Linked DNA regions of Mus musculus: region 2 is linked to region 1. The links are chromatin contacts, called in public HiChIP or PLAC-seq maps. All regions are on one chromosome and are shown on one strand. Each heading gives the region's core, a stretch centred on a gene start, on an enhancer-like site or on the middle of the called end of the contact. The rest is flanking DNA. Distances are from core to core; before and after follow the strand shown. Region 1 overlaps Gm14488 (a long non-coding RNA gene). Region 2 holds the start of Tor1b (torsin family 1, member B).

Evidence for each region. HiChIP or PLAC-seq counts read pairs in DNA pulled down with a chosen protein or histone mark.
Region 2: a FOXA1 HiChIP or PLAC-seq map of pancreatic cancer cells shows a contact between it and region 1. The contact joins the promoter of Tor1b here to the enhancer-like site in region 1. A contact is called at or near these places in 4 of 39 promoter capture datasets (the 3T3-L1 cell line, hippocampal neurons and stem cell-derived epiblast-like cells), 1 of 484 Hi-C or Micro-C datasets (muscle stem cells), 2 of 115 datasets of contacts at active chromatin or transcription factors (memory CD8 T cells and pancreatic cancer cells) and 1 of 9 other capture datasets (adipose tissue).

The regions. Positions count from the first base shown.
Region 1 is chr2:30,709,661-30,716,100 of GRCm38.p6, forward strand. It overlaps Gm14488 (a long non-coding RNA gene), which reads right to left. Exons shown (of 4, transcript XR_866106.3): 3 at 4,708-4,741; 4 at 3,487-3,754. Among named protein-coding and RNA genes, the nearest start is that of Gm14488, 8.3 kb to the right of the region's middle. Within about 2 kb of position 2,586, at least 343 of the 459 cell types and tissues checked have an H3K27ac peak or open chromatin away from gene starts, as enhancers often do. A contact at or near this core is called in adipose tissue, hippocampal neurons, memory CD8 T cells and 2 more, where this site is marked.
Region 2 is chr2:30,949,813-30,956,252 of GRCm38.p6, forward strand. Tor1b (torsin family 1, member B) reads left to right here and starts at 3,189. Exons shown (of 5, transcript NM_133673.3): 1 at 3,189-3,411; 2 at 3,940-4,205; 3 at 5,966-6,141. The coding sequence starts at 3,213.

The sequences.
Region 1 (6,440 bases), core at 1,336-3,835:
GGCTTCCAACCCCCCAAGCAGCTGGGACATGGGACAAAGGCTGTTATCCTCTGTAACCAGGGGAAGCTCTCTGCTGTTCTGTTGGCCCTTCTCCTGGGAGTCCATCAAAGACAAAGGCAAGAACAACAGTGTAGAAGTCAGGCTGCAAGATCTGCCCAGAAGCACCCAGCACCACACTTTTTCTGGGAGAAAACTGTTTGCCCTAGTGACGGCCCACTTGCTGGGCCACATGGCTTCCCAGGGGCAAGTCTTGTTACTTCCTTGGTCACCAAGAAGAGCAGGGGCTTGAATTGAGGGTTCTTGGGACATGAGCAGAATGTTGCTTTCACAAAATTTCACAGGGCTGTGTGGCTGAGCTGAGTTAACTTCTCAGGGACCCTGTTCTGTCTGCCCATGCCCCTCATTTACCTAAGGGAATTAAAGCATCGCAGTAGGAAGAGACTGACTGAGTCCCAGTACTCTCCTGAACTATGTCAGAGGAGACAGTTAAGCATGGAAAGATAGATTGATGGATGGAAGGATGGATGGATGGGTGGGTGGATGGATGGATGGAAGGAAGGAAGGATAGGATAGATGGATGGATGAAAGGCTAGGATGGGTGGGTGGATGGATGGATGGATGGATAGAAGAATGGATGGATGGATGGATGGATGGATGGATGGATGGATGGATGGATAGAAGAATGGATGGATGGATGGATGGATGGATGGATGGATGGATGGATAGAAGAATGGATGGATGGATGGATGGATGGATGGATGGATGGATGGATAGATAGAAGAATGGATGGATGGATAGATGGATGGAAGAGTGGATGGATGGATGGATGGATGGATGGAAGGAAGGATAGGATAGATGGATGGATGAAAGGCTAGGATGGGTGGGTGGGTGGATGGATGGATGGATAGAAGAATGGATGGATGGATGGATGGATGGATGGATGGATGGATGGCTGGAAGAGTGGATGGATGGATGGATGGATAGGATGGGTGATAGGTGGATAGATGGTATGTGGGCGGATAGATGGATTAATGGAAGGGAAGGCAGGTGACTGAAGAGCTGACCCCTGGCCTGACCTAGGCACTTTGTGCTGCCTGCTGAATAGTTGGCTTCAGGCAGTCAGGCTTAGAAGCTGGGGAAATAAGAAAGGGAGCAGTGGCACCTAGACAAGGCTTTGGCCTGCAAGCCTTCCTCAGGAGGGAAACAGCCACTGAGGTGCTTGCCACTCAAGGAGCTTACACCCAGACTGCAAGATGAGGCCATTTTGTGACAACATGGTGGCACCGTGGGGGTACTGTTAAAGATAGGGGCCAGAGTTCAGACATTTCCTGGACTGACTGCCTCAGTTTCTCCATCGGCAAATGAGACCACAGCAGACACTGCACAGATCCGGTAGGACAGCTCATGGTAAGGACCTGTCCAGGATGTTGAGCTGGCCAACTGTGGTCTCTGACCACACTGTGTCACAGACCTATCTGCCAGGTGACTGTGGACAAGGCTCAGTCTCCCGGAAGGGCACAGTTGCGCATGCACACAGTTGCACATGCGCACACTCACGCTCTCCTGACCTGGGCAGCTTTGGCTCTTCTGCAAGATCATGCAGATGTCAGGAAGGCCCAGAAACACATACTCAGACTGTGCACATGGACATACTACCACGGTGCACACTGATGTACACAGAAACATGCCAACAGCACACATATCAGTGTACATGGACACATGCCCACAGCACACAAATCCATGTATAAGGACACACACATATGAACACAGATACCAAGTCCACAGCACACACATGCGTGCACATAGTTATGCTCTCACTGTATAATCAGCAATGCACGCAGACATGTCTCCCTATAGAAATTCTCCATTGCACTTGGCCCCTGGGTATGGACAACTGCCCCAGCACCCTACCTCCTATGTATAGACACAATGCCCCAGCACTCTGACCTCTACACAGGGTCACAGTCCAGGTGCTGGTGCACACAGACACATCTGCACACCACACACGGGCCACACAGAGCCAGGCACACTCGCCTGCAGCACACAGGCACACCCACACTCTGCAGCTCCCCGCACGGCAGCTCACACTCCTGCGCACACTCACACCCTTGCTCCGCTGAGCGCCAACTGTTGGCGCGCGGTGGGGGCGGGGGAGGGTGGCGGGGGATGAAGCCCACGACTCAGCGAGGAAGAGGGGCGCGGGGGTGCGCGGGCGGGCGAGGAGATGACAGCCCGCGGTCCCCCTCGAGTCCCGGCTCATGAATATTAATGCGGCGGTAATTAAAATGCAGGGACGCAGCAGGATGGATGCGGTGCCTCCGGAGCGCTCTGCGGCGCGGGCGGGTGGAGCGGCTCCACGGCCGAGGCCGGGCCGGGGACACCTGCGTCCCGGTCCCCTCCACCCCCGCGCCCTAGGGCGGGCTGCGAGCCAGGCCGCCTTCCCGGAGCCGCCTTCCTGCGCGGCCGCTGATGTCAGAGGCTCAAAACTTTCCGCTTCCCGCCCGGCGGCCTCGGGCCCTGAGTCATCGCCGCCCCCGGAGCCCTGGCCCGAGACGTGTTTGTGCAGAACCAGGCTCCGCTGGCCGCGCCTGACGTCAGGGCCGGGGCCGCCAGGCCGCACAGCTGGGACGATGCCACCCCCGAGGGGGGGCGGCTAGAGGAGAGCGCGCACCTGCGGTTCTAGGTTCAGATGCGACGCTGGCTGCCTGACCTTGGGCAGGGCCTTTTTGTCCCTGGGGGACTCTGACTCCCGGATTTGCTTCATAGCAGATGCTCCACAAGTCTGCACAGCCTTGTGAGGTGCCTTGTCTCCTGCCTCTGACCCCACCCAGTACTCCCGAGGCAGGAGAATTGCTGGGAGTTCAAGAGACAGAGAGAAAGAGGGAGAAGGAAAGAGACAGAGAAAGAAGCAGAGAGAAAAAGGGTGTGTGTGCGTGTGTAAATTTAGTTGAGGTGGGAGCATTTTTAATTCCAGCTCTCTGGGGGCAAGAGGATAGTTGTGTGTTCAAGGCCTGCCAGGGCTGCACAGTGAGTCTCTGTCTCAAAACAAAAACAAACAAAACAGTCAAAATCTAGAGAATAAGTGCCTTAGCCTCAACTGATACATCTACAGCACGACTCCTACAATCTAACACTCAGGGGAAACTGAGGAAGAGCAGAGAGATTGTAAGGGCCAGAGAGCAGGGCCTCTACTGGGGGATTGTGTTTTCTATGAATGAATGACAAGGAAGCTGAACCCATGAAATCTCAACAGTATGCTCACCTAAACAAGACCTTCATGATGACGCCATCATCTGACAGACCAGCACACTAGGAGGCGGGGTCTCACGAGGTCCCACCCCGACAAGGGAGCCACAGACAACCAGTGGCTGCTGAGAAAGGGGAGATTCTCCAAGGGTGAGCCTGCAGATAGCTTATCCAACCCCAGGAGGTCAGAAGTCAGCCGGTTGTGTGGGTTTCAATAATAACTAAAGAAGAGGCCATTAATTTCAGAGTAAAAAAGAAAAAAATTGTAGACTTATGAGCTGATTGTGCAAGCTGGGTAAACAGAGGCTGGAAGGAGAAAGGGACCTGGAACCTGGCCAGCTGTTAAGGGATGACTGCAGTTGGGAGCACTACCGATGACAGGTCTGGGTTCAAGTCATGGCCTCTGCTCCTGCCAGAGGTTCCAACCTAGAAGACTTGCTCGGGAAGACCACGCAGAGAGTGTTCCAGAACCTCCAGTTGGCAGGTTCTCGGGCTGTTTGGCTTTGTCCTGTTGGGACCCAACATACAGAGGGAAAACTAGATTAAAACTAGGCTGTCCTTCTCAGAGGCGGGTGGGGTGGGGTGGGGGTGGGGGGCAGCTGCTGTTCCTCACCTCTGCCTAACATCCTTCCCTGAAGCAGCAAAGCCCCTCACCTGGGCAGTGGCTGGGGCTCCCTGCCCACACTGTGGAAGCTAGTGGACCTTGTAGGCAGCTGCCCCTGACCTCCCCTCCTCTCCGTCTCCCCTCCTCTGCTCCTCCCCTCCCTGCCTCAGCCTTGCTGGAGCTCTTTCAAGTCCTCCGTGCTCCTTTGCCTGGACTCCTCCAGCCTCCAGGCCTTTGCACATGTGCGGGTGTGGTTTTCACTTCTGGAACACTCCTAACCTCACCCTGCTTTTCCAGTTAACTCTTCCAACTCCATCTCTCCTTAGCTCTTCCCTTCATGTGTATCACAGTTAGCATCACCCCACAAACACATAATTCACACATACCACACACACATACACACACACATACCACACACACACACACACAACACACATACCACACACACACACAACACAACACACACACACTCCATCCACATGGCACAGAAGGAGACTCACTTCCCCTCCATCACACAGCCCATTCTGCACACCACAGACCCCAGACACTGGCTCTCAAGTCAGTCAGGCCTCCCATGGCCTCCAGCCTTGTCCCCTGGTGGATCTCCTCTGAGGGCAGAAACCCTGATAGAGGCTTTTCTGGTTCAGAGACTGGCCTCTACTCCCTCAACCTCACAATTATCACTGTCCTGGCCCCATGCTCCATCCATCCAGGAACTATTCTTCCTGTAAACAACCTTTACCCACACTCAGTCACTCATCTGACCCCAACTGCAGCTTAAAGTTACAGCCCTAAGGTAATCTCTGTCTTGAGTCTCAACCTTTTCATCTGTAAAATGGGACAATACTGAAAATTACCTTGTAAAAACACAGCAATGTCATGGTGGGAATCCTGTATGGCCAAAAAAGGTGAGTGAGCTTATGAGAGATGTAGGTGTAACCAGCCCCTACAGACGAGCCACCCCTCCACCCCCACCTCCCACCCCCCAAGCCCCATTCCTTTGAGTACTAAGGCCTCCCTCTCCTTTGGATCAGCAGGAATCCAGCACTCAGATTCAGAACAGGGCACATCCTTTCACATGTAGAGCTGGGAGACACCAAGACTGTAGAAGAGTGGGAAGGTCCGCATCACCCCTCCCTCGCTTAGACCTGAACCATGCATGGAGGGTCTGCAGCAAGGATCCAGTTACCCTCAGTGTACCCAGAGTCAAGCAGAGACAGGAAACAAGGGAATGAGGGCAGTGTGAGGGAAGGCTGCTGGGATGTGACCCAGGAGCCCCCATGCTCATTAATGACCATGTCTGGGAGCGAGGAATGGTGGGTCCACGAGCAGAGTGTGTGCCCAGCACGTACAAAGTCCTGGGTTCTGTCCACGGCACCACATCACACCAGGCAGGCTGGCCTAGGTCTGCAGTTCCAGCTCTCAGGATATGGAGGCAGAAGGACCAGGAATCCAAGGTCATCCTTGGCTGCATAGCAAGTTTAAAGTTAGCCTGGGCTACATGAGATTCTGACTCAAAAAATGAAAACAAAAGAAAACGAAAGATTTGGGGAGTAAGAATCCCTTGAGCGTGTTAGGTATGGACCTGTGAAAATCTTGAAATTTTCTTTATCAGTTCCATTCCCTGTCTCAGTACGATGTGCATGCGTTTACCTGGGCAGGAAGCAGGGTGTTTCAGAGCAAACGCAAGGGGAGCAGGGGCAGGAGAGATGGCTCAGTGGTTCGCAGTTGCTGCTCTTCCAGAGGACCTGAGTTCAGTTCCCAGCACCAAAATCAGGCAGCTGACAACTGTCCACAACTCTAGCTCCAAGGGACCCTACACCTCTGGCCTCTGCCTGCATGTGCATACCTGTGTGCGCGCACACACACAAATGTGTTTAAAAACCACAGAGAACTTGGCATTTCCCCTCCTTCTTGTGAGCTCAGACAAGTCTCCATGCCCTGCTGAGGACCTGAGTGGTGTCCCAGTGCTGTTGAGAGGACCTTTAGGTGACAAATATAAATCTTATGGCATGGGAAACCAAGAACCCTGCTCCAATTCCTACCCACCTCACCCCAGAATAACTAGCCTCGGCGCCCCCCCAAACCTTTAGCTTTGTATCTCTGAACCTCAGGACCTGATAGCCAAGGCAAGTCCTGGATTTGGTAGGCTAACACCAACACAGGCGGGACCTGTGACAAAGTGAAAGCAGCTCAGGCTAGACCTGTGACAGAGTGATAGCTGCTCAGGCTAGACCTGAGACAGAAAGGCAGGACAGTTTGGTGGTCTGACCAGGTACTCAGGTCCAACTTCTCAGTTGGATTTGGGGAACTCGTCTGAGTGGAGATGACATTCTTCAACCACGTGGTTAACTTGACTGATAAGCTGAGAACACAGGCAGGTGGACCAAAGCCCTTGTGTCCATTCTGACATGACAGCCAAGTGCTGGCGTTGTCCTCACAACCCAGGAAGCACCCAGGGCTCAATGAGTTGTGACAGATGAAGAGCCTGGTGGACAGCGACCCTTTGAAGCCACACTGCTATGCTAAGGAGGTGGCAGGATCTGCACTTGGCCCACCCTGAAGCTGGGTGTTCTAACCACCAGGCTTC
Region 2 (6,440 bases), core at 1,939-4,438, 240 kb after region 1:
TACATGAAGAACACAGCAAGGGGGCGCCACCTTGGAAGCAAGCATTTCACCTGATGCTGAGTCTCTAGTTCTCAGATCTTGGTCACCCAAACCTCCAAAACAGACAAAACCATGTGACCTGTACACCTAAGGGCTGAATGGTCCTCCTCTCCCACCTACCCTCCATCTGCCTCTGTGGTGTTCTTGCCCCTCAGGAAGCTTTCCCTAGCTCCTCTTGGCTCCACATCTGGGCACTCTCAAGTCTCTTTCTCTGCCTTCCATTGCTTGTGAGCAGCAGGCCACTGGCTGCTTCCTCCGGGACATTGTTTCAGCCATAGAACTGGTCCCTTCCTGTCTATGGACTTGTCCTTTGCTAGCTCAATGTAGTTCCAAAGTGATCAGAATGTAACAGGCACTGTCTCCTTGCTTAGAAGTTCCTCAAGGTGACACTAAAGCATGGTGAAGCCTGGCAATCAATTCTGCCTTCATTACATCTCTTTTCTTGTCTCCTTCCTTCCTTCCTCCCTCCCTCCCTCCCTCCCTCCCTCCCTCCCTCCCTCCCTCCCTCCCTCCCTCCCTCCCTCTCTCCCTCCCTGTGTGTGTGTGTGTGTGTGTGTGTGTGTGTGTGCATACAGTGTCTTACATAGCCCATACTGGCCTCTAATTCACTGTGTAGCCAAGGATGGCTTTTAACCCCCATCTTCTAGCCTCTATCTCTCAGTTGTTGAGGTTACAGGTAGCTACACTGTTTTGGTTGTTTTGTTTTTTGAGACAGGGCCTGGAACTCACTTTGTAGATCAGGCTAGCCTCAAATGCAAAGATCTGCCTATCTCTGCCTCCTGAGTGCTGGGATTAAAGGCATGAGCTTATTGTCAGCTTTTACAGTGTCCTATTTTAGACTGCTAAAATAGACTCCAGAGCCGGGCGATGGTGGCACACACCTTTAATCCCAGCACTTGGGAGGCAGAGGCAGGCAGATTTCTGAGTTCGAGGCCAGCCTGGTCTACAAAGTGAGTTCCAGGACAGCCAGGGCTATACAGAGAAACCCTGTCTCGAAAAAACAAAAAAATAAAATAAAATAAAATAGACTCCAGCCATCATCCTAACCCTGCAGTCAGCTTGGACTCCTGAAGCAGGGCTGATCAATCAGTCACATTATGGCAAGGAACTTACACCAACCCCAGGCATGGGCGAGCAAACATGTCATCCTGTGAGTGTGGTTTTCTCTGAAGGGACGGCTGGATCAATCTTTTGAGAACTGATTTGTTCCTTCAAACAGTATGGACTCCTGTGAGCCATCATTCAAACCTAGACCTGAGATAATGATCAACCAGACCACCCTTTGACCAGGACAGCTTACCTATGCATGCCTCTTGTCCCTTGTCCCAATTCTTCCTCTATGTAAACCTGAAGCTCATGGCAGTGTCCAGAAGATGGACTTGGGGGTCACCTGCCCCCACCATCTGCTCCTACTCCCAATGAGACACCTGAGTAGAAACTCTTTTATCTGCTTTTCACTCATAAGCATCTCTTTAATTAGCATGCTGGGACAGGAGACTGAGATTAGCCTGCTGGGGCTCTGGGGCCTTACCTTTTTGCCCTATCCCCCCAGAAATAAGGACAGTCGTGGTCAGTGGCTCTGTTGTGAGGTCAGGAGCCATACCTGACCTATTCCCTGCTGTAAGCCTGGTATATGGGTATATGTGCTTTATATAGTGTTGGGCCTGACACACAGCCAGAGTTCACGAGTTATTTATTGCACATTAGTTACTAAAGGAACTCAACCAAGTTTGGCAAAGTCTGGACCAAGTATGTATGGACAATCTATTTCCTTGGGGAATGATCTTCAAGTTGGCTGTATTGTCCCTATTAAAAGCCTGTGGCAGCCAGGCGGTGGTGGCGCACACCTTTAATCCCAGCACTTGGGAGGCAGAGGCAGGCGGATTTCTGAGTTCGAGGCCAGCCTGGTCTACAGAGTGAGTTCAAGGACAGCCAGGGCTCCGCAGAGAAACCCTGTCCCAAAAACAAAACAAAACAAAACACCCAAACAAACAAACAAACAAAAAGGAAAAAAGCCTGTGGCTTCAAATTCTATATCAAGTTGATATAATGAAGGCGTGTGGAGGAGTAATCACACATTTCAGACGGGCTGTTTACAAACTCTACTCTTTACATAAACCACACCACTGCTTGTTTTCTGCATGACCAACTTCGTCGGTTTTTGATTAATACCTCTAATCTTCAGCATAGGCAAAGGCTTTCCCTGCCCCACAGTACCTGGACTTTGATGACTCAGTAGTCCTTGTCCCCTTGCTTGCCTCCCCTACAGCCTGTGTGTCCTGAAAGGCAGGACCAACTCTACTCCATGGATGAATTCCCAGCGGGCAACCTGGGGCCCACTGTGTGGTATGCGCATAGACAAATGTCTGTCTCCCTTGTGAATCCCCCACAGGTGTCCCTATGTGCGTTACATCCCTAGTGCTCAGCCCTGTCTCTCTCACAACAAGCACACATTATTGTTGCTATTATTATTATTATTATTTTATTTATTTATGTATTATCTTATATGTATGTGCACGCCTGAGCTTCTGTACAGCACCGTATACGTGGAGGTGCCCACAAAGCTCGGAGGAAAAGTTCTGGAGGTACAGGCAATCATAAGCCACCAGATGTGGATGCTGGGAGCCCAATCTGGGCTTTTGATTTTTATGTGTGCATAATTTTCCAATAATTTTATTATGTTGTGTGTATGATTGTTTTGCTTGCGTGTATGTCTGTGTCCCGTGTGTGTGTGTGCAGTGCTTACAGAGGCCAAAAGAGAGTGGCAGAACCCCTGGAACTGGTTAGAGACCGTCACAAAACAGGAATGTGGGTGCTTGGAAGTGAACCCAGGTCCTCAGGAAGAGCTAGTCAGTGCCCCTAACAACTGATCCATCTCTGCGTTCTCTCCCTCTCTCCGTCTCCTGTGTGTGTGTGTGTGTGTGTGTGTGTGTGTTTGTATAACAAACCAACCAACAAACAAACAGGACCTCTAAAAGATAGGAATGAAATTCCTTTAATGGTCTCTAGAGGGTTTCCTGACACTCACAACGTTGGTGACAATAATCTCCCCGCCCCTTTCCAACAAGGCGGCTTTCTAGCTAAGCGGAAGTGACAGCGCCGTACCGGAAGTTCAGTCCCTGGGACTGAATCCTGCGCTCGGAGCGCAGCCGCACGGTGCTTCCCTGCGTGCGATGAGACGAATCGGAGCGTTTGGGGGCTCCACGGCCCTGTGGGCGCTGCTGGCCGCCCACGTGGCGGGGGCGTTCGAGCCCGTAAGCGTGGGCATCGCCATCGGGGCCGTGTCGGCGCTCACCGGCTACCTGTCCTATACCGATTTCTACTGCCGCTTCACCGAGTGCTGCCATGAGGAACGGCCCCTCAACACGTCGGGTATGTGCCCGCGGGCCGGTCGGGGCGGGCGGGAGGGCACTGGGAGCTTGGCTCCCGCTCCTGCTGGATGCGGCGCCGCGGGAGACACACACGGCCGGGACCTCGCCACACCTTTGCAGGCCTTGCAATGACCACCTGGAGAACTGAACGCAACGGGGCCAGCTGGTGCGCCCCGCCAGGGGGTGCCAGGCGTGGAGCTCCATCCAGAAAGCCCGCCTGTTGCTCTTGCTGTTTGTTTGTTTTTTTTTCGAGCCATCAGGGGTGGCGGGAAAGCTAGCCCGGAGCACAGCCGCCAAATGGTTCTTCCCTGGATGAAAGAATCTGTGTAGCTTGTTTGACATTTAGATGTTAAGGAGAACTGGCACTTAAGGATCTGACTGTAGGTCCTTATGATTCTGGCTCTGATCTGTGAGATCTCTGCATTTTTCATCCCTTCTGGCCCTGCTGGATCAGTCGCTAACTGTGCCTCTGACTCAGGTACTTTTTTAACCTGTGTTTTTCTCTTTGTTCCGGTGCGGGCCTCCGCAGCCCTCAAGCTGGACTTGGAAGAGAAGCTGTTTGGACAGCACCTTGCCACCGAAGTGATTCTCAAGGCATTGACTGGCTTCAGGAACAACAAAAATTCCAAGAAACCATTGACTCTGTCCTTGCACGGCTGGGCTGGCACGGGCAAGAATTTTATCAGCCAGATTGTGGCTGAAAACCTTTATCCAAAAGGCCTGAAGAGTAACTTTGTCCACCTGTTCGTCTCTACTTTGCACTTCCCTCATGAGCAGAAGATAAAGGTGTACCAGGCAAGAAAACCTACCGATTTTTGATCATATGCCTGGGGTACTTTACTCAGTAGCTCTGGCCTCTGCTTTTCTTTCTCTGCCTTGAAGTGCTCCATCTGGCCTCTGCTTTGCTTTCTGCTATTTATTTGACTGAGTTTTACTGTGTAGGTCTGGCAGGCCTGGAACTCACAGAGATCTACCTACCTCTGCCCTCCAAAGGCTGGGATTAAATGCCTAGCCTCTCTTTATTTATACTTTCTGAGACAGTGCCTCATCGTGTAGTCCAGGCTGGCTTTGGTGTTAGGGATCCAGCTTTCTGAGGGCTGAGATCAACAGGCATCTATCAATTTGCCCAGTTTATGGCATGTGGGAGAGAGGGTGGTTTTAGACAGGGTCTAATGTAGCCCAGGTTGGCTTCAAACTCACTATAAATAGCAGAGGCTGGCTTTGAACTTCTGATCCTCCTACCTTCAACTTCCAAGTGCTGGGATTATAGGTGTGTCCCATCTTCTTTGTTTCTAAAATTGCTATTCCAAAATAATCCAGTGAGGTAGGGGATGCTATGATCATTTAAAGATGGAGCCAACTAGTGTAGGGGTGAGGTGGGGTGGGGTATCATTCCTGGGATAGGGGGAGGGAGGAGGGGACTGAAATCAGAGAAAGTGGACAAGAGAGGCAAGGTGACTTGTCCCTCACAACCTGAACTCCTCACCTCCTGTCTCCAGGCCTCTGCCTTAGGCACTCATAAAGGGATTTCCATTCCCAGCAGGGCACAGGGTGTTAGGTAGGGCGGCCTTAGATAGTTTGCTTGGGCATGGCCACATCTAAAACTTGCCACCTCTGTCTGCTGCCCGTGTGAGTCGGAAGCAAAGCTCCAGCCTGGTTTTCCTTGTGAGATCTCTGCATTTTTCATCCCTTGAATCTGATGTAAATGACTATCTTGCTTATTGGTGTTTGACCCCCTGCTGGACGGAGCTAGCAAACAGAAACCCCATCGAAGGAGGAAAGGAAACTGTTGTCAGCCAGGGAGGAGTGCCAGAAGGAAGGGTTTATTTGAAGGTGCTGAGGAAGTGCTGTGCCACCAAGCTACCCGTCGCCACCATGAAGTTATGTTCATGTTTTCCAGATTTTATTATAGATCTCTTGAAGTACAGTATTTGCAGTGGGAAGTCTGTAGTTGTGGCCTTTCCCACTTAGGGGATGAGAAGTTGTTGCTTGGGTGTTTCAATAAAGCAAGGGTGCTAGGGAGGTAGCTCAGGGTTTCTCATTCCAGCCAGGGCAGCACCTTCACTCACTGTGTCAGTTCAGAGCCTCGGCCCCCTGCATTGTGCAGATCTGAATCCAGTTGTCATTTCTGTGTGCCTGTTGTCTCGGCTTCTTTTCCTGTTGCTGTGATGAAATACCTTGACAGAGCTACTCAGGGACTCTCTCCTTCCGCCTCGCTTGGGCCTGTACGCAGAGGTGTGTCAGTGGCTGTATGCAGAGGTGTATCAGTGGCTGTATGCAGAGGTCTATCAGTGGCTGTACACAGAGGTGTGTCAGTGGTGGTTTGTATCAGTGGTGTTTTTTGGAAGTCAGTTCTCTCCTTTTAGCCATTTGGGTCCCAGGGATTCAAGTCAAGTGGCCAGGCTTTGATGGCTAGTGCCTTTCCACTTGTGGGAAAGTGTCATCTGCTTTGTGGGGGCAGTATGCAGTTGGTAGCTTCCCGAGGCCCAGGCAGCACCCCCACTCCATCCTCTGGAACATCCTCTGAGCTGCCTCTCTCTTTGAGGTTGGTCCAGGACCAGCTCCAGAAGTGGATCCGAGGCAATGTGAGTGCGTGTGGCAGCTCCGTCTTCATCTTTGACGAGATGGATAAGTTGCATCCTGGGATCATTGATGCAATCAAGCCCTTCCTGGACTACTATGAGCAGGTGGATGGGATTTCCTACCGCAGAGCCATCTTCATCTTCCTCAGGTCAGCCAACAAGGCTTCTTGGGGACCTCCAAGTGCTAGGATGAGGTTCTCCTGGCCATCCGGGACAGAAGTGCCAGCTTGACAAAGCCATAGGCTCACCTGTCATTTCTCACTTCCCAGTGTCACTCTGGCATAGAAAGGGAGTTGGGGATGAGCCAGAGTGGTCCTCTGGCCCGGCGCTGGGTGCCCCTGCCAGCCACTCTGAGTTCTAAACACTGCATTTACATTGCTTGCAGACAGACAAGCCTTTTGTCCTTGTCTGGTAGCACACTGCAAATAGTCCTGACTTAAAGCTTTGG